Regions from separate parts of the Sus scrofa genome. Here region 2 is linked to region 1. A link is a contact called in public Hi-C data. All regions are on one chromosome and are shown on one strand. The core of a region is the stretch at or near the end of the contact, and the rest is flanking DNA. Distances in the headings are between cores, read along the strand shown. Region 1 holds the start of LOC100155534 (verprolin). Region 2 holds the start of CRKL (crk-like protein).

What was found. Hi-C and Micro-C count contacts between places; a contact is called where the count stands out from the background.
Region 2: a contact with region 1 is called in a Hi-C map of liver, with 3 times the contacts expected there. The contact joins the promoter of CRKL here to the promoter of LOC100155534 in region 1. A contact is called at or near these places in 2 of 5 promoter capture datasets (fetal liver and liver), 1 of 47 Hi-C or Micro-C datasets (liver) and 1 of 2 datasets of contacts at active chromatin or transcription factors (alveolar macrophages).

Annotation. Positions count from the first base shown.
Region 1 is chr14:50,244,375-50,249,792 of Sscrofa11.1, reverse strand. LOC100155534 (verprolin) reads left to right here and starts at 3,485. Exons shown (of 7, transcript XM_013983173.2): 1 at 3,485-3,695. The coding sequence starts at 3,560. MIR130B (microRNA 130b) reads left to right here and starts at 4,673; the gene lies at 4,673-4,752. It overlaps SDF2L1 (stromal cell-derived factor 2-like protein 1), which reads left to right. Exons shown (of 3, transcript XM_001929542.5): 3 at 1-186. The coding sequence ends at 65.
Region 2 is chr14:50,527,367-50,533,120 of Sscrofa11.1, reverse strand. It overlaps CRKL (crk-like protein), which reads right to left and starts at 4,171. Exons shown (of 3, transcript XM_003132994.4): 1 at 3,399-4,171. The coding sequence starts at 3,709.

The DNA of each region.
Region 1 (5,418 bases), core at 2,236-4,735:
AGGCCATGGAAGGCATCTTCATCAAGCCCAGCATGGACCCCTCTGCAGGTCATGATGAACTCTGAGTGCTCTGGATGGGTGGATGGAGGGCAGAAGGATGGGTTGACTGCAGACCCACTCTTGGGGGAAACTTTGGGTTTGTAGGGATTCTTAAGTGCCTTTATGATTAAAGAATGTTGGTCTATGGTTGTATTTTGCTGTGAGTCTAGGGGTGCCCAGCAAGCGCCAGCCCTCCCTGGCCTGGTTCAGCATCTCTTCCTCAGTGCAAAACCTCTATCTCCATAACAGTTGGCAGCTGAACCTGTCCAAACCTCTCTGATGCTCTTCTGTACACTCCCAACACTGCTCTGGGCCATCACAGCCCCTGCTCTACCCTCAGATGGTCCAGTGGCAAGTGACCCCAGCTCCCAGGCCCTGAGCTTTACAAACCTTCCTGATAAGGGTGGGGGCCAGGGCTGGGGTCAGGGGGAAAGCAGGAGCCCCACTCTCTGCCAGCTGGGATGGGCACAAGTTCTCCAGCCCCCTCATCCTTTGAGGTGCTCCCCCTCCTCTTGGCGCCTCTTGCAGTTGCTGCAATCTCACACGTCTTTGACCAAGAACCGGGTCAGGACTCTGCCTATCTGCTGGAAATTTGCATCACAGTTTCCCTCACTCTTGGTGCAAATAGCACTCCACACACCAAGCCAGCCCTGGAATGTAGCATCTCAGGCTCCACTACAACCCTTCAAAGTCCTGAGGCCATAGAGAAATTTCAAAAGATATCACAAGGGAAGTAACCACAGAGAACTGCCACCCTGAAGCCACTAACAAGTCTTCCTGGAAGACAAGACACAGTTTTTTCTTTTTTTTGGCCACACCTTCAGCATGAAGAAGTTCCTGAGCCAGGGATTAAACCAGTGGCATAACACTGACCCAAGCCACAGCAGTGGCAACACCAGGTACTTTTTTTTTTTTTTTTTTTTTTTTTTTTTAACATTTTTAGGGCCACACCCGAGGCCTATGGAGATTCCCAGGCTAGGAGTTGAATAGGAGCTTTAGCCGCTGGCCTACACTACAGCCACAGCAATACAAGATCCGAGCCACGTCTGCAACCTACACCACAGCTCATGGCAATGCTGGATTCTTAACCTACTGAACAAGGCCAGGGATCCAACGTGTGTCCTCAAGGATGCTAGTCAGATTCGCTTCCACTGAGCCACAACGGGAACTCCAGCACCAGATCCTTAACCGGTTAGGCCACCAGGGAACTTGGAAGAGGCACGATTTGAGCCAGCAAAACTTTGCAACTTAAGAAAAGGAACAATAAATAAATAGTGTTCTGATATACGAAGGTAACAGTAGTTTTTCTGGTGTGTGGGTGCCCTCTAGAGGTGATAGTGGAGATTACATCCCTAGAGGCTTTGGGGAGCTGCTGGAGGTGGAGGATGCGACTTTGCAGGATGAGAATAATAGAGCCCAAGGAGAGGATGGGGGTGGCAGCTGGTTGGAAGGGGCTTGGAGGAGGGTGGGCAGAGCACCTCACTTTTGAGAACTCATTGACCTTAGTGGGTGAGAGAAAAGCTCTAGTCAATGTGAGACCTGAGGGGAGGAGGGTCACGGTTAGGTCCTTTGCTCCCCCTGCCCTCTCCCCTATGAGCTCTTGCTCTGCTCAAGCCTTTTTTTTTTTTTTTTTCTTTTTTTGGCTATGCCTGTGGCATATGGAAGTTCCTAGGTTAGGGGCTGAATCGGAGCTGCAGCCACCAAACTACACTGCAGTCATAGAAACACTGGAGCCAAGCTGCATCAGCAAACTATACCACAGCTCATGGCAACATTGGATCCTTAACCCAATGAACCAGGCCAGAGATTGAACTCACATCCTCATGGATAATAGTCAGGTTCTTTACCACTGAGCCACAAGGGGAACTCCTGCTCAAACCTCTTGAATAGTGTCTACAAGTCTAGATTTCTCTACCATCACTCATATGACCTGAGACAGGAGTGCAAGCAGGTTGTTGGTAGGTGATCCCACAAAACACTGAGGCGGAGGAATAGGGCTTAGAGGAGCAGGAAGGCAGCCGATGAAGCCTTATTCACACTGGGGAGCTCTAGGACCCCATGGAGAACATACATTAGAGTTCTCTCCACCAAAGGCTAGAAAGTGGGGCACTCATCCAACCAACATATCTTCTCTCATTGTCTGAGGGCTGCTGGGGGTGGGGTGGGGCAGGGATTTACTCTGCAGCACTTCCCAATTGCCCAGTAGTCCTCAGCCAGAGAAGCATCCTTTCTGTAGAGGTGAGTGTCAAGGGAATGGAGGCGGGGCACCAGCAATGTGGACCACATTGCACTCCTCTGGCCCCTCTGGGCTGTAAGAGCCTGCTTCTGCTTCTGTCACCTCACTTTCCAATTACCACACACAGAAAAGTGAGAAGTATTAATTAAGAGCAGAATCCAACAGTGCACAGCATGTAGGAATCCTTGGGAAATCAAGGCTGAAGCTGTGGGAGCAGGTGAGATGGCTGCATGCAGAATGCAGGGCAAGACCAAGAATCAAAACTGCATCAGCAGCAGCCGTGGTGCTCTCATTTATTGAAAACTAAGTGCCAGGCCCTAGGTCAATGATTTGCACAGCATCTTATTTGCTCCTGGCAACACCTGTAAGAAGCACAGTTCAATTCTCTTCTTAATTCTGCAGACGAGGCAACCAAGATTGCTGAAGACTCAAACCCAGCTGCACCTTCCTGCGTAGCATTTACTCTCAGGCTTTGGACGGAGAATAAAAGAGGAAAGGGCCCAGATGCATGGTAGCCAAATCACCCCCCACCCCACCCCCAACACACACTGCAGCTCTGTGAGGGCCAGGAGAGCTGGTGTACATCATTCCGGGTCGTCAGGCTCCGTAAGAACTTAATGGAATGGTTATCCACAATCACGCAGGTACCCAAGCGAAGCCCCCTTCCCTGTGCCTCCCATCGTTCCACAAGGCTCCTGGGGCTCCAAGACCAGGTCCTGAAGCCCAGGCCTATTCAGCGGCTTCAAGCAAATCTCATTTGTGTCAAGTCCCGCGATGCCGTGGGGAGGGGGCTACCCCAGTCAGAGAGCCCACCGCAGGCGAACGTGCCCTTCCGGGAGGCCCAGGGAAAGATTTCAGTTAGCAAAACGAGGTAGCCAGCGGCCCAGAGGAGACGGGGTGGACTGCGGGTCTCAGCATTTTCCTCGGGTCGCAGCCACCTCCCCAGGGGGCTTGGTCGCGAGGTCTGCGCCCCCACCGGGCTTCCAAGCTCTCTTGCCGGCGCAGCCAAAAAACTCGCGGAGCCTGGAGCTGCGAAAAGGCGGGCAAAGTTCCTTTTGATAAGTTATGAATGGGGAGAAAGTGTTTGTAGAACTCATTGTTAAAACCGCGGAGCCGCAGCCTCGGCCCGCGCCCGGCCAATCCGGGCCCGCAGGCTATTTTGAAATCGCTCTGGCCTCAGCCAATGGGCGTGCGGGAGGCTAGGCCCCCGCAGGCGCTGGCCAATCAGCGCGGCGCTATGCTAAGAAGCCGGGGGCTGGGCCGCCGCCTGTCAGCGGGTTAAAGATGGAGCCGGCGGCGAGAGGGCGCCACGAGGTGCGGGGTGGTCCTGGGGGTCACCGCGGGCAGACTGCCATCCAAACCTTTCCCGGTAACCTCCCGAGTCCTGTCCCGCCCCGGGGCGTAAGGGGCATCCCGCCGTGTGAGTAGCCGGGGCCAAGGTGGGAGCGCGGGCAGGGCGGCCCTACCCGGTGGAGTGTGTGGAGGGGCGCAGCCAGGACTCCGGGCGTCCCCTCCGGGCAGGGAACCCCAGAGAGGCGGGAAACACCCCCCGTGCTTCTTCTTCGCTCTGGGTCGCCGGGCAGGGAATCTACTGGACAGAACGCGGAGCTCAAGTTGGGGACCAGGAACCAGGGGCCAGGGATGGGGCCTGAGCCGGCAGGGGCACGTCGACCCGGAGTGGGGCCAGCTTTCTTCTTCCAGAGACGCGGAACGGGGTAGGGAGCATGGTCGTCGGGCAGTATCCACCCTCGCCCTGGGCGTGAGTGGGCTAAGGACAACCTTGCCGCGCCGGCCCCTCTCCTTTGTGTGTGCGCCCTTTCCCCCCGTCGGCTCGAGCTCCGGGATTGGAGCTGCCTCTTGGTCTGGGGTCGCTCCTCCATGGCAATCTGGAGGTGCTGGGGAAGGTCTGGCTGCCTTGGGGTTCTGAGGACCTCGAGGAAGGCAGCCCCACTGAAAATCTGTCCCCTCTCTGCCCTGATTCTAGGAATGGGCCCCTAGCCCCACCCACCCTCAGTGGAGCTTGCCGCTCCGACTGTCTTGGGATCGGTTGGGGTCCCCCCTGCTGGCCGCAGGTGCTCTGACGAGGTTGCACTACTGTGCTTTGAGGAGCAGTGCAATGATATTGTCAAAGCATCTGGGACCAGCCTTGGGGACCCCCTCCCCCACACTTCCACTTCCCCTGCCCAGGCCAAGCCCCTGGACCCACAGGCCCTCCCTTCCCCCCTGCCCAGTTCGCTCACTTCTCCATGGAAACTTGAGATCCTGGCCAGGCCTGGGCCTCTGGGGTCAGAGGGCACACTTCTCCCCAGGCAGAGGCCCCGCCCCAGTGGGCCTGCATTCCAAGTCTCAGATCCCCACTCACCACCAACCCTGGACCACCAGGAGAGGCTCTGGCAGGCCTGCCTGACACTCTTTCCCTGTTGCACTACTGTGGGCCACTGGGAAGCAGTGCAATGATGAAAGGGCATCAGTCAGGCCCAGCCTGCCGTCCACAGTGCCTGGGGGGAGGGGGGTCTTGCTGCCTCATTCTGCTTCCTAGCAATTAGGTGCAGGTGCGGAGCAGGGCTGGACCCTCCATCAGAACGTCAGGTGAGGGCAGAGCTGGAAACTCATCCCCTAAGCTCTCTGTCTGGGTCCTGGCTGGACAGGGCAGGGGCAGAGACCCCAGAGTCAGAAAAGCTATGGTTTGAAGATGATCTTTGCAACCAGCACTCAGGTAAGCCTGGGGGCTCCAGGTTTGGTCAGGACCCAGTGGAGAAAGGCCCATTGCTTTGCACAGAGGGTCTAACTGGACCTGGCTTAGACCCTTAACCACGTGGAGGTGCCCTAAGACCAGCCCTCTTTGAAGGCCTAGGGAGGGCCAGGCCTAGAGAGGATGTTCTGGGTTCACAGCAGGATAAGCACAGTCTGGGGTGGACAGTGGACTTGGGATACAAAACCTGCAGCTCGTGCCCTCTGACCTAGCCCACCTGTTCTCTCCTGGGGACAAATGCTGCCCTGAGCCTGCAGGAGAGACTGTGGGGTGCCTGTCACGCCCACCCTCACAGCTGGCACTAGGGCTTGAACTGCCAAGGAGCCTGGCCCCATCATCAGGACGAGAGATTTTTGTGTGCTCAGTGACAGTCATTCAAACCTGTTGCTTT
Region 2 (5,754 bases), core at 2,922-5,421, 280 kb before region 1:
AGTTAATGGAGTTCTTGCAGTGGCACAAGGGGATCAGTAGCGTCTCTCCAGTACTGGGATGCAGGTTTGAGCCCCAGCCTGGCACAGTGGGTTAAGGATCTGATGTTGCTGCAGCTCCGGCTCAGAGCTGTTCCCTGGCCCAGGAGCTCCATGTGCCTCGGGGCGACCAAAAAATAAATACATAAATAAAATTTAATTAAAAGGAACATTTAAATTAAAAACAAACTAGAACAAAACAAGCCCCAGTTCTTAAATTCTGAGGAAGTTATACGGTTGGGATCTTTCACTAAACAAAACAAACCCTAAAAAAGAACTATTAGATAAGTGGCATGAAACCCTGGCTCCAAGAGCTCAGTTGTTTTTTTTTTTTTCCTCTCTTTTCCTTTATATACATATATGTATACGTATATATGTATATCCTGTGGCATGAGGAAACTCAAGGGTCAGGGATTGAACCTGCATCACAGCAGTGACAAGGCCAGATCCTTAACCTGCTGAGCCCCAGGGAGCTCTTAAGAGTTCAGTTTTGATGCCTAAATAGTTAGACCACTTAATTTATCCTGTTTGGAGCGTGAAATGGCATCAAGGCTTGCCCAGCCTCTATTCTCTGTGGTAGGTAACATACCTAAGCAAATCTGTGAATTTCAGGCTGGGGAAAGGCAATCCAGATTTAGTCTAACAAAGTAAACCCAGTCAGGAGCTAATTTCAACCAGCATTGTGATAGCCCTCAGATATACAAGGGAAAAGAAAAACTAAATTACAGCATAATGCCCAGGGCAGAGAGCACAAAGAAGAAACAAGCAATGCTGGGGGAAGGGAGTCAGGGAAAGGTCCTGGAACTGCAAGGAGGATTTCAGGGGGCGAGGAGTAAAGAGAAGCACTCAGGGATGAGCCCCCAGCCTGAGTGAAGGTGACAGCAGGTGTGTAGGGATGGCCTGCAGCGAAGGAGTGAGTGGCCTAGTGGGGCTGCACCAGAGGAAGATGAGAACAGGTAAGGACAGGCATCACACACAGAAAGTTACAACGAGATCTGGGGGTTGTTTCTGTGGGAAGTGCGAAGCCACTGGGGCACATTCATTTTTCTCGGTCTGGAAGGGGGTGGAGCCAGCCACTCATGCTTTTTATTTTTTCAATTTTTTTATCTTTTGTCTTTTAGGGATGCATCCGAGGCATACAGAGGTTTCTAGGCTAGGGGTCCAATTGGAGGGACAGCTGCCAGCCTATGCCAGAGCCACAGCAACATCAGGTCTGAGCCATGTCTGCGACCTACACCACAGCTCATGGCAACACTGGATCCTTAACCCACTGAGTGAGGCCAGAGATCGAACCTGCATCCTCATGGATATTAGTCAGGTTAACCACTGAGCCATGACAGGAACTCCCCACTCATGCTTTTTAAAGCAGCTGTATTATGGTGTCTGTCACCTCAAGCACAATGCCTCGCACACAGCAGGGCTTAATAAATGACTAAAATTAATGATACAATCCACCTTCACAAAGTAGGAAAGTAATTTACTTAAACGTATTTATTTAATGGCTGCACTCAAGGCATATGAAGTGCCTGGGGCAGGGACTGAAACTGAGCCACAGCTATGACCTAAGCCATAGCTTCGGTAATGCTGGATCTTTTAACCCACTGTGCCACAGTGGGAACTCCTACTTAAACGTATTTAAAAATCTCCTTACAGTGAGTTCTAAGATGATCTCCAACCCTGATCCTGGAATTACACTGGGCTAAAAGTTGACTCCAGAGTCAACTGGAGACCTGGAGGTTTCACCAATGAGACTCTTGGTGTCTATCTAGGTCTTTGTTATACAGTATCTGATTTATAATCACTTTCTCCCAGTTTTTAAAGCCCATTTAGTTAAGCAGTTAATCTTACAGTCATTATATCATCAAGGCTCTGTTTCTTCTCTATCTCCATCCCACAGAAACAACACTTAAGGCATTCAGTGTGTACTCATTAATTAATTATAACAGCTTTTAATGTTTAAAGCTCAGAGTAATATCTTGTCAGCAAGTCTATAAAGTCAGAAAGAGCTCATCATTAAAAATCTATTAGCGCTTTGTTTTTTTTTTTTTTCTCTCTAGCTTTTTAGGGCCACACCCATGGCATATGGAAAATACTGGGCTAGGGGTTGAATTGGAGCTTCAGCTGCCAACCTATTCCACAGAAAAGCGGGATCTGAGCCTTGTCTTCGACCTACACCACAGTTCACGGTAACACCAGATCCCCCACCCACTGAGCAAGGATGAACCCACATCCTCATGGATACTAGTCAGATCTGTGACCAGTGTGCTGCATCGGGAAGTCCCTTGTCCTTGTCAAATAAATATTTAAGAAACAAACCAGGCAATGAAATACTTTTTACTTTTAAAATTCTAGCAATATCTTTAGTCCAAATTTGGCATAACTTAAAAGAAACTTCTAACAAAACACTAAGGCAAGCAATCATATAAAAAGAGGATACCTGATGCTCAGTGTTACTCTGGGTTAAGTTTAAAATAGATACTTAATCATTAAACCTAATACAAAAAGTACACCTGGGAGTCCTCTTATGGCACTGTCTGGCAATGTCACTGCAGCTGCTCTGCTTACTGCTGTGGCTCTGGTTCAATCCCTGGCCCAGGTAACTTACATACGCCACAGAAGAGGCAAAAAAAAAAAAAAAAAAAAAAAAAAAGTACAACTGAAATTCAACTAGGAGATAATTACGGTGAGTGTCATTCAAAAATTTCCCTTAGTAATATTTTAGCCTTATTCCTCCTTGGAGATTTAACCAAATGTATTTCTAGTTTATTAATGGTCCAACTTGGGGAAAAGCTGTTAATTAAAAAAAAAAAAGTCCTCGTTGAAGCCAATGCACCCTCTTTCAAAATCTTTGTTAACTAACGTATTATAAAATAGGTGCCAGGCTTATTTCAAATTAACACCAGGATACAGTTCTGATATTTCAGTTAATATTTCAGTTAAAGATACTGTTTCTAAATGGTAAATCATTTTCATCTGTCGTGTGGTGTTCCAAAGGCTGCAGTCCAGGAGTTCCTCACCTGGAGTTCAGAGACAAGACCTTGAAAGGTGTGCAACTTGTGGGTGTGTGTGCGCGCGCGGGCGCGCGCTTGTGGGGGGGCCGGGTGGCGCCAAGCCTATCTTCAGTCTGTGTCCCAAAAAATGTTTCAGAAACAACAAAATCCTGCTTTACCATGAAACTTAGACGACGCAAAAAGCGCCCATTTTTAACGATGCACCCACAGTTCAATACATTTCAAATGCACCCCCTTATCCGCAGCGACCCAGACGCTGACACTACCTTCCGCTCGGAATGCCTTATGGAGAACAACGCGGTTCAGAAGGCGGGGATCTGGGCCCACCCACACCACGCCCCGCCCGCGTACCTGGGCGCTGGCTCGATGAGGGTGGTGGTGTCCAGGTAGTGGATCTTGTAGAACTCCAGCAGGGCCGGCAGGTGGTCGAACTCCTGGTCCCCGATCTTGAAGCGGCGGTTGGGCAGCGAGTTGATGATGTAGTGGGACACCCGCGAGTTCTCGGATACCGACAGCACGTAGTCGCCGGGGCAGGTGGACGAATCGCGGACCAGAAACATTCCGTGGCGCTGGCCCTGGAGCCGGGTCTGCGCCTCCTGGCGAGACACGGGCCCCATATACCAGGCCGAGCGGTCTGAGGAGTCGAACCTGGCGGAGGACATGGTGCGGCGGACGGGCGGCTGTTCTGCCTGCGCTGGACGTTCCGCCCGAGTCGGCGGCGGCCGGGCCTCTGGCTCCCCGCTCCTACGGGGCCGAGCGCGGGCCTTCCTCCCGGCCGCGGGCCCGCAGCATCCTCCGCGCCGCCCGCCTGCCCCGCGGCCGCCTCACCAACGGAGCGGCTTGGAGGCGCGGGCCCAGCCCGGGTCGCGGCGGCGAAGCCGAAGGCAGAGGAGGCCTCCTGGGGAGCCTCCGGTCACTCCTGACCCGGCGCGCACCGGCCTCCGCCCCCGAAGCTCCGCACCTAACCCGCGGCTACGCCAAGTACAGGACCCTCAGGAGCGCAGCGCCGCGCCGCCAGGGCCACTTCACCCAGCCCGCTCCCAAGAGCCACAGCAACAAAATGGCGGACGCGGGAGAAGCGGCCGGCCACCTCCCCCTCCGATCTGCGCTCCCGGTCTGCGCACGCGCAGGGCCAACCCCCGGCGGTCGCCGGGGCCCTCCCCGTGACGTCAGGCGGAGCGGCCAATCGGGAGCGCAGGCATACGGGCGGGGCGCGCGGCGCCCGTGCGCGTTCCCGCGCGCCGGGCACTCTTCTTGGACAGCCTGGGGAGCTGCCGGGAAGCGGCTGGGGCGGCGCACGAGCGGCGTCTCTGAGACCCGCTCTGGGAACAAAGCGAAGCGGGCGGGCTTCTGCTGAGTGGAGGGGTCGCGGAGCCGCCGCCCCTCGGGCTGCTGCCACATGCCCTGGATGGGGTTCGGTCCACCGCCTTCCCCGCGGGGCTAGCGCAGCGCCGACCTCGCGGGTGGAATGAATGGCTGCGGGGAGCATTCCCCGGGCTGGAAGGAGGGGAAGGCGTGTCCGAACCTGTACCTAGAGCCCTGTGCTCCGGCCCACGGGGCCGTTCGCGCCGGGGTGAACCCATCCCACGCCGTAGGGGCTGGGTGGTGTCCGCTCCCGGGTGAACTCGGGCAGCGCCTTGGTCCGCTGCCTTCGTGACTCAGCAGGTTTTCAGGTCCCGGTGCTCTCCTGTGTGCTCGGCTTGGACTGAATCGCTCCATGTCAAACATTTATAAATATATATGGAAATATATATATTTCCATTTCTAGTATATTTATTTTCTTCCAGTTTTATTGAGCTATAATCGGCACACAGCACGTACAAGTTTAAGATGCAAAGAATAATGTTTTGATTTACATACTGAAATGATTGTCACAGTAAGTTTATTGAACGTACATATAGGTGCAGAATTAAAGAAATAGAAAAAAAATTAATGGAGTTCCTGCAGTTGCGCAGTGGGTTAAAGAATCCTACTGCAGCGGCTTGGATCTCTGCAGTGGTGCGGGTTCCAGCCCCAGCTGGGGCAATGAGTTAAAGGATCCAGCCACAACTGTGGCTGGGATTCAATCCCTTGCCTGGAAATTTACATACAACACTGTATTAGTTCCTGGTACACAACATAGTTATTTATCGTTTCTCTGATTTCAGAATGATCACTGTCGGTACCATCATGCCATATTTATTATTATTATTATTGTTATTGCTTTTTAGGGCTGCATATGGAGGTTCCCAGGCTAGGAGTTGAATAGGAGCTACAGTTGCCAGCCTATGCTACAGCCATAGCAATGCAGGATTCGAGCCATGTCTGCTACCTACACCACAGCTCTCTGCAATGCCAGAGACCAGGGATCAAACCCACAACCTCACTGGTTACTAGTTGGATTCGTTTCCACTGTGCCACAACAAGAACTCCAAGCCTCATATATTGTTAAACGAGCTAATAACACATTAAAGTGCTTGGAGTAGTCCCCTGCACATATTAAGCAGAAAGCAGAATAACATGTTTTCTTATTCTTTTTTTTTTTTTTTTTTTTTTTTTTTTTTTTTTGCTGCACCTGCTATATGCAGAAGTTCCTGGGTAGGAGATTGAACCTCCACCACAATGCCAGATCCTTAACCCACTAGGCCACCAGGGAGCCTATGCAAGTTTTTGGTTTTATTACTTAGCCTCTCCCTAGGCTTCCTCCATAAACCTAAAGGTGTGTGGA